2 separate regions of the Ovis aries genome follow, and region 1 is linked to region 2. A link is a contact called in public Hi-C data. All regions are on one chromosome and are shown on one strand. The core of a region is the stretch at or near the end of the contact, and the rest is flanking DNA. Distances in the headings are between cores, read along the strand shown.

Region 1 (4,739 bases), core at 1,906-4,405, 200 kb before region 2:
TTTCTAGATTTCATATGTGTGTATTAATATATATGATATGTGTTTTTCTCTTTCTGGCTTATTTCACTTTGTACCAAGGGTCTAGGTTCATCCACCTCAGTTCAGTTCAATTCAGTCACTCAGTCATGTCTGATTCTTTGTGACCCCACGGACTGCAGCATGCCAGGCCTCCCTGTCCGTCATCAACTCCCAGAGTTTACTCAGACTCATGTCCATTGAGTTGGTGGTGCCATCCATGATGATATGAAAAGGCATCACCTCAGTTCAACTGATTCAGACCTGTTCCTTTTTATGGCTGAGTAATATTCCATTGAATACATGTACCACAACTTCTTTATCCATTCCTCACTGGACCTCTGGGCTGCTTCCATGTCCTGGACCACCAGGAGGTCTGGGATGGGGGTGGGGAGGGAGGCAGGTTCAAGAGGGAGGGGATATGTATGCGCTTCTGGGTGTTTCACATGTATGCAGAAAGCAACACAACATTGCAAAGCAACTTTTCTCCAGTTAAATATAAATTTTGGAAAATACTTGAGAAAAACTCACAAAACTCCCAAAACCAAAAGTTCAGTGCCACAATCCTCATACCTAAAGTGTCTGTTGCTCAGCTGTGTCTGACTCTTGGCAATCCCACGGACTGTAACCCACTAGGCTCTTCTGTCCATGGGATTCTCCAGGCAAGAACACTGGGGTTGGTTGCCATGCCCTTCTCCAGGGATCTTCCCAATACCGGGATCAAACCTAGATCTCCCCCACTGCAGGAAGATTCTTTACCATCTGAGCCACCAGAAGCTCAAACTTAGAGCTTAAAACTTACGGTTTAAAAGCTATGCCTAATATATAACTTAATTCCTCTTTCTGAAATCTAAACTTTTCAAAAAAATCTTAAAGGAAGAGATTTTTTTTTTTTTTACTTTATTTTACTTTACGATACTGTATTGGTTTTGCCATACATCAACATGAATCCACCACGGGTGTACATTTTAAAAATCACTAAGCCCAGGTTCTAAATTTGTTAGAGGAAAACCCAAGAAACATAAAAAGTTATAGGTTAATTTTTTATGGCTGATCCACATTGATATATGGCAGAAACCAACACAATATTGTAATTATCCTTCAATTAAAAATAAATGTTTGAAAAGTTATAGGTTAGTTTTTTAAAGTTATAAAGTGAGTTAGAAGGTGGGTGGTTCTCTGTTACATTCTCCTAGGAGATACCGAAGAAATGGCTAGCCCTACAATGCCTTTGGTAGTTTTATGTGAAGTGCTTTCCTTATTTTTTTTAACTTACACCTCTGCTCTCTCACTCCACTGGCCTGAGAGGCAAAGCAGAGTGGCCAACACCACGCAGGGCTGAAAACTGCCTTCTTCAGAAGCCTGAGATTTGGTTACTGGGTCGAGTTCATCATACCTCCCTCCCCTTTGTTATAGGGTCTCCCAGAAGGCTTCAAAACCCCATGAGCAAATCCATGCTGGCTTGGTTCAAAGCTCTACTCATGGACGTGATCAAATACGTCTGAATACCAGGGACAGGCCTGGTTTAAGCTCAAGCTGGAACCTCCCTCCACGCTACTACTGATGCCCCGGGAGTCATGGATCACTTTGTAGGAGGAGGTGGAAAGGAAAGACAGCTGAAAAATGGACGGCATCCCGGTGGTGTCTTTACCCAGCTGGGTGACAGGGCCCTTCAGTTTTGTCCATACAATGAAGATACTGAACAAGATATTCCTTTGGGGAGGGGGGTGTCCCACAGCATCTAATTTCCCCAACCAGAGATCAAACCTACACCCTTCGCACTGGCAGTGTGAAGTCTTGCCACAGGACCACCGGAGAAGTCCCTGAACAGTGACGTGCCTTTTCAACACTAACATTTCCTGATTCTGAAGAGTAGCCCCGAGAGGGGACAGCTCATATATCCTTGAGAAAAGTATATATTCTGTATTGACAGGATACATTTTTGAGGACCATAATTGTGCTTTTCCATTGTTGAAGATATTCTGCATTCCTTCCTGCATCTACCAGTGTTGAGAAATCTCAAGACATTCTGATTCTTGATGCTTTGCATGGAAATGTTCTTCCTTGAGAAACTTTTCTTTGCAACTTACGAGAAGTGCGTTACTGTCTCTTTTTGCTTTGCTTCATTTTCAGTCTGCGTGCTTGGCATTCTGTGGACAGTTTCAACCTAAAATCTCATATCACAGAATTCTAGAAGATTTTCTCATATTAGTTGTTGGAAAATCTCTTCTTCTTCAATTTTTTGTCTCTTTTTATGAAACTACTGTTATTTGGATGTTGCTTTTCCTAGACCTGTCCTCAAATTATCTTCTTTTGTTTCCATCCTACTTTCTGTATCTCTAAGTCTTTATCATCATCCTTCAAGTGTTCCAGAAGCTGATTGTAAAGATTAGATAGAAAATAGAAGATAAAAATGAAAAACCCAACAACATTGTAAAGCAATTATTCTCCAATTAGAAATCTTAAAAGAGGCGAATGAACCTAGATCCTATTATACAGAGTGAAGTAAGTCAGGAAGAGAAAAGCAAATATAATATATTAATGCATACATATGGAATCTAGAAAGATGGTACTGTTAAACCTATTTGCAGGGCAGCAATGGAGATGCAGGCACAGAGAACAGGCTCATGGACACAGTGAGGGAAGGAGATGGTGGGATGAACTGAGATAATAATATGGAAATATATACAGTGCCATATGTAAAATAGATAGCCAGTGGGAATTTGCTGTATGACGACAGGGAACTCAAACCGGGGCTCTGTGACCTCCAAGAGGGGTGGGATGGGGTGGGATGGGGTGGGATCGGGTAGGATCGGGTGGGAGGTGGGAGGGAGGGGACACATGAATACCTATGGCTGATTCATGTTGATGTATGGCAGAAACCAACACAATATTGTACATCATTTATCCTCCGATTTAAAACAAACTAGTTAAAAAATTAAGAGAAAACCCATATATTCATATTGAAGTCCTTGTTTTTGTAAATGTGTTTTGGAGAAGGATGCATATCATGCATTGGCATATTGTATTTAAAATATAAAAACGCTTCTTCCTTCTGCCCATCTTCTCCCCTAGAACCTTCTCCAATTCTGCTGTGGGCATGCCGCCACTAAGCAGTAACACTAGGTGGCAGTGATTTCATGACTTACAAGGTTTCAAATTGGACTGAGTGACAGCTTCATCCTTCAGGGAGATCCAAGGTGAAAGTAAAAAACCTGTGAGTCCCAGAGACACTTCCCCATTCCTGTATCCAGCACCACTGTGCCTCTGAGTGCTGTGTTCACGTCCCTCTACTTGAGGACCGATAAGCCAGTTCCAGATTTCCGCCATCGGAACTGTAAGGAAATGCAGTAGAGGAGATCACTGATCGGGCACCCTGTGTCCCTACCCTGATTTATGCATGATTCTCAGAGTGATACTTAAAATATATACTCTGTAAAAACAACAACAACACACACACACACACACACACACACACACACACACCCTAATTACTCCCGTTTGAGAACCAGTCATAATGCGAGAGGGTCATGTTACAATAAGAACAACCACAAGGAGCTACTGTCTAGTACAAGGAACTATATTCAATATCTTGCAAAAATCTATAATGGAAAAGAATCTGAAAATGAAGATAGATAGATAGATAGATGATAGATGATAGAACTGAACCACTTTGTTGCTCACCTAAAACCAACACAGCATAAATCAGCTCTGCTTCCAAAGAGTAACCACAGATTCACTTTAATTTTGTAAATAAAAATCACTCCATTCCCCAGCACTAAGAATTTGGTGATCAGTTACCAATGACTTGCAACACACCATGCACAGGTGATCTTGAAATGCCAGGAGGAGCCTGGACTCCATCTCACCCACCTGCAGGGGTGAAGGCAAGCATTCAGGATGCTCTGAGCGTGGTACAACAGGAGAGGTCTGCAGAGATGAGCCGCTGGAAGAACTGGCTAATAAGAGCAGAGCCTTGGTATCGAACATGAGGTACCAAGTAAAGTCATATCTGGGGAGCATGAATGAGACCCAGACACTGAAAAACATGCCATATGGGACTTGCTCACATGGCCAGGCCTGATTTCTAAAGCTAGAGGATAAGATGAAGCTGAGCTGTTCTGCAGCTGAATCCCCAGTCTAAGCGTTCATCAAATTCCCTTCCAGTTTAGCCAGACTAACCCCAAAGTCTGGAGCGAAGAGGACCACATGGATGACGATTAGGTTACCCTGGGCCGTAAGATGGGTGGAGGAGGAGGCTGCCCAGGTAGGACAATACAGTGACACAGGCTAGACATTTACCAGAAGCTCTGCCTCGGTCAAATGGATGGGTCAATTCACATAGCTCAAATTCCCCCAGGTCCTGGTAGTCCCAGTGGTTAGGAATCTGCCTGCCAACACTGAGGACGTGGATTCGAACCCTGGTCTGAGAACTAAGACTCCACATCCATGAGGCAACTAATCCCATGTGCCACAACTACTGAAGCCTGGGTGCCCTAAAGCTCATTTTCTGCAACAACAGAAGCCATCTCAGTGAGAAGCCTGAGAGCCACAACTAGAAAGCGGTGCCTACTCAATGCAACTAGAGAAAGCCCACCCATAGCAATTAAGATCCAGTACAACAACAGCAAAAAAAAAAATACTTGGTCCTCTCTGATAATAAAGTACAATAGAAGTGAAACAATAAATGTTCGCAAACTTTGATATATTCTGCAAAAATGAAA
Region 2 (4,585 bases), core at 1,068-3,567:
CCTTTATCGAGCCCATCTTTGCATGAAATGTTCCCTTGGTATCTCTAATTTTCCTGAAGAGATCTCGTCTTTCCCATTCTGCTGTTTGCCTCTGTTTCTTTGCACTGATCCCTCAGGGTGACCTTCTTCTCTCTCCTTGCTGTTCTTAGGAACTCTGCCTTCAGATGGCTAGTTTCTTTCAGTTTCTGATTTTAGTGGCTCATAGCTAGAAAAGAACCCTCACAAAGACGCAGCGTAAGATAGATGCCGCAAAGTATCAGGCAAGGTTCATGGTTAAGAACAGTGGATGTAAGTCCAGAATTTACAACAGTGTTTTTGATACACCTGATTTAGCCAGCTTCCTACTATAACTAATGAGATGATCGTTTTCAGCCTGATGATAAAGTGACAAGGAGCTGGGATGAGGAGTAAGGCCCCTGCACTGCCCTCTTTGGCTTTACATCAGTTAGCGTGGTCTTCATCCCAAGCCTCTTTGCAGGTAACTTTTTAAGGACCTGCCACATTGTGAAAATGAGCTTAGTTCAAACAGAACCCAGCCATCCCCTTAACCAGGTCTACGACACAGATGAATCCACACCTTAGGACAGTAAGTCGTCGTAACAGACACACCTCTCGACGTGCTGAAAACAGATGCCCTGGCCGATACACCAGCAGCTCCTCCTGAGATGAGGCTTCCCATTCTCCTCTCAGGAAACCTAGTCCTTGTTCAGGTCTCTAAACCAGGGCTCAGATGTCCCTCAATTTTCTTAAACTCGCAAAAATGCAGATTCTCATCTCTTCATCTACATCGTGTGGCCCCGTCTAGGTGACCCCTGGAGGGCCTTGAACCGAGGGTGCCTCCTCCACCGCATCACCAGATTTCCTTTCCAGTGGGAAAACCTGTCATGCCACGACTTTGAGCATCTTCAGGAGGTCCCCGTTATCGTCTGGTACAAGCCGAAACCCCGAGCGAAGGTCCCTAATCGTATGTCCTGAGAAGCCCAGCTTCCCTTCTCTCCCGTGGCCCTGAACCGGGCACTTGGGATCCTGGGTCTAATAGCCCCCACCTCCAGGGTCATCCTCTCCCTGAAGATGCTCCTGGCTTCTTACACTAAGCGGTTGTTTCCTCCTCTGTGCCCCCGCAGCACACATGTAATCGATTTGCCAGTAAACTGAATTTCGCACTGTTAAGGACCACAGTTTATCCGCCTCGATGTCTAGGCTCCTCCCCCACCACTCAGAGCATCTGTCACCTGTTCCCTGAATGTCCACACCCAGTCCTGCACCTCAAATGCCCGTCTCTCAACCTGTCTGGATTCCCCCACCTCTGGGCCTCTTTTACACAAGAACACTCCCTAGCTTCCCCGTTTTCCGTCAAAACCCTACCCATTTTCCAAAGCTCCACACACACGCCATGCATGGGCCTTGGTGAAGTTTTTCCTTCATTTCACTCTCTCTCCCCCGGGGACCCCAAAGATATGGGCGGAGATCCCAAAACACAAGAAGTTAAGGCATTCGGTGCAGTGTCAGGAATGATGCGTGAAAAAGCTGACTGTGCTCCTCCTGTAAACCAGGGAACAGTCCCAGCAGTCCATGCCTCCTGGGGTCTTCTCAAAACCTCCCTTGTCCCCTGTCACCGCTATAAGACCGAGGGTCTGACGTATAATTGGAGGTCTACACTCATTTTGACAAAGAATAGGAAAACAGTAAAATAAGGAGACACCCTACTTTCTAATATCTACCAGCCACTTAGTCAGGAATTTTAATACAGAGAAGGTGCTCCCTGGAGAAGGGAAGAGTCATGCTGAGTGGGGCCACTGGAGGTCACTTGGTTTTCTAAGAACACTTCCTCTGCTGTGTACATCACCCGGTGAGCCATGTACAGACCTCACATTACTAGCTCCACAAGGCAGATGGAATTGCAGCTCTCCTTTGCTCTAAGAGAGAAAGAGGGACTCTGACATGAACTGGTAACATTAAGATTACCTGTATTATTTTGAGCAAAGATGGGGAGGACACAAGACAAAAGACGGCATGGCCAAGAGAAGGAATCAGGGTCTGAGATTCAATGGGGGCCGCTCCAGCCAGTGTTTCTCCACCAGTTTCTTTAAAAATATAGACTAGTTTGAGCATGACTAAGTTAGAGCAAAGTTTCAATCCTGGAGACAACATTATAATGGAAAAGGAGCATTGTATAGTAAGATCCCCAAAGACCAGGGTTCAGAACATAGCTCTTGACTAACCAGGAGACCTTAAGGAAGACGCGAAGACCCTCCCAGGGTCCAGTCACTGTCCTTTGGTAAACAAGGATAAGAGGACCTACCCCAGACGTTCTGTCAGTAACACACAAAGTAGGGGGAAACGCCCAGTACCCATCACAGATGTTTGCAGATTTTCTGTTCATACCATGAATAACTGAGTTGGCATTTTGCTTCTTTCTCCTAACTTAAGACTGAAACTCGTTATCATCTAGCCCTGGCAGACTGAATTCCCACCTTAACTGTCTCCTGTCTTCCACATTTATTTTCGTTAATCCAACAGAAATGAAGCTGTGTACCAGGATGTGATGCTCAGAGCGGCTTCTGGTTGCCCTGGGCTCCCCCTTGTGGCACGTCCTGGAAATTGCACCTGAACCGGTCCCCACTTGAGGCAAAGACCCCTGAACTAAGAATGTGCTGTGTGTGCTCATCTTCATTTCATCATTCTCCCTAGGTCTGCTTTTACACTGTTCCTTAAGGTTATTTTTTGAACTTTAAGATAACTTTGGTGTTCAAATATTAAGGCCAGTAGATAGCATTTTTATCCTGGAAGTCAGTGGCAGATTGAAAAATTCTGTTTGCAACTTGATCTTTATTTTTTGCAAATATCTATCAGCTTGTTGTCCTAGTCTGTCTCAGCATAGTCACAAAATTTGACTCTTCGTAACCATGACTGCTTAGGTTTAAGGGGTGGACTTGGTCAACCTCCTTGGCTGCTTGGTTAGCTACAAAAACTTTATGTAAAGACTCAGGACCATTTGCTTAGGTTGCTTAGTCACTCACTCATGTTCAGCTCTTTGTGAATCTTTGGACTGTAGCCCACCAGGGTCCTCTGTCCATGGGATTCTCATGGTAAGAATACTGGAGTGGGTTGCCATTTCTTCCTCCAGGGGATCCTCCCAACTCAAGGACTGAACTTGTGTCTCCTGTGTCTCCTGCGTTACAGGCAGATTCTTTACCCAGCAAGCGATCAGGGAAGCCCCTGCGCTTAACAGAAAGTCCATAAAATCCGTGGGTTTGGTTTAGAGGCACTGAAGGGCCTAGACACACACCAGCTCTCCTGGGCTAAATCTGTCACCCACATGCTCCCGTCTCAGATGGGCAGATGAAGGATGATGGTACAATTTCGCTGTTTCGCTTAGGTGGGGGATAAAAGAGGTTGATCTCAAAAATATTTGCTTAGTTTGGGCACTGCCCACTCATTTCTACCCAATCATTAACTTCTCAAAAATCGTTTTCAGTGTCATCTTTGCTAAAACCGCACTCTGTCCTCGTGAGTTATATCCTGGGTGGCTTTGAAAAATCCATGCAAGGTTTGAGTCAACCTCATTTTTATTCTCTGTGTCTTTGCCTCCTGGTCACACAGATCCTCCTGGGTCAGAAGTACAACCACTCTGTGGACTGGTGGTCCTTCGGTGTCCTCCTCTACGAGATGCTAGTAGGTCAGTCCCCTTTCCACGGGCAGGATGAAGAGGAGCTTTTCCACTCCATCCGCATGGACAATCCCTTTTACCCGCGATGGCTCGAGAAGGAGGCGAAGGATCTTTTAGTGAAGGTAAGAAGTGAAGTCAAGGAGACTTTTGTAAGATTAGCACTAGGTTTTCTGATCATAAGATGTTATGGAAAGACTGGAATAAACTTTTTGACCAACCCAATACATAGTAAACAATAATTGTTCTGAGCTAGCCTTAAAGGGGATGGTTGCCATCTGTTTTAACTGAGGCACCAATAGGATGAACATGAGCTATCAAAATGAGTGTAAGATAGACCCTCACATGCATAATTTACAAAAGAAATCTCCAGCAACAATCCCTATGCAGTCTGTTCTGTCCACCTGAAACCGTAAAATTCCTAGAAGAAAACAGACTTCAGTCGACATCAGTCTTAGCAATATTTTGGGGGATCTGGCTCTATAAGCAAGGGAAACAAAAGCAAAAAAATAATATGCGATGGCATCAAACTAAAAAGCTTCTGCACAGCAAACGAAATCATCAAAATGAAAACTTTGAATGGGAGAAGATACTTGCAAATCATGTGTCTAATAAGGGATTAATATCCAAAATACATAAAGAAATCATACAACTCAACAACAAACAACTCAACAACAAACAACTCAATTTTTAAATGGGCAAAGGAGGATCTGAATAAACGGTTTCTCAAAGACATACAGGTAGCTAATATATCCATGAAAAGACGCTTAACATCACTCACCAGAGAAACGCAAGTCAGAACTACAGTGAGCTGTCATCTCGTACCTGTCTGAATGGCTGTTATCAAGAAGGCAAGAAATAAGTACTGATGAGGATGTGCAGAAAAGGGAACCTCATGCACTGTTGTTGGGAATGTAA

Evidence for each region. A called contact is a pair of places that touch in the nucleus more often than the background predicts.
Region 1: a contact with region 2 is called in a Hi-C map of hypothalamus, with 5 times the contacts expected there. The contact joins two enhancer-like sites. A contact is called at or near these places in 12 of 16 Hi-C or Micro-C datasets (blood, hypothalamus, liver and 4 more).

Annotation. Positions count from the first base shown.
Region 1 is chr13:11,432,212-11,436,950 of ARS-UI_Ramb_v3.0, reverse strand. No RefSeq gene overlaps it. Among named protein-coding and RNA genes, the nearest start is that of PRKCQ, 58 kb to the right of the region's middle. Within about 2 kb of position 3,155, at least 5 of the 54 cell types and tissues checked have an H3K27ac peak or open chromatin away from gene starts, as enhancers often do. A contact at or near this core is called in hypothalamus, where this site is marked.
Region 2 is chr13:11,230,198-11,234,782 of ARS-UI_Ramb_v3.0, reverse strand. PRKCQ (protein kinase C theta) reads left to right here. Exons shown (of 18, transcript XM_042230440.2): 16 at 3,604-3,792. Among named protein-coding and RNA genes, the nearest start is that of TRNAF-GAA, 44 kb to the left of the region's middle. Within about 2 kb of position 2,317, at least 2 of the 54 cell types and tissues checked have an H3K27ac peak or open chromatin away from gene starts, as enhancers often do. A contact at or near this core is called in hypothalamus, where this site is marked.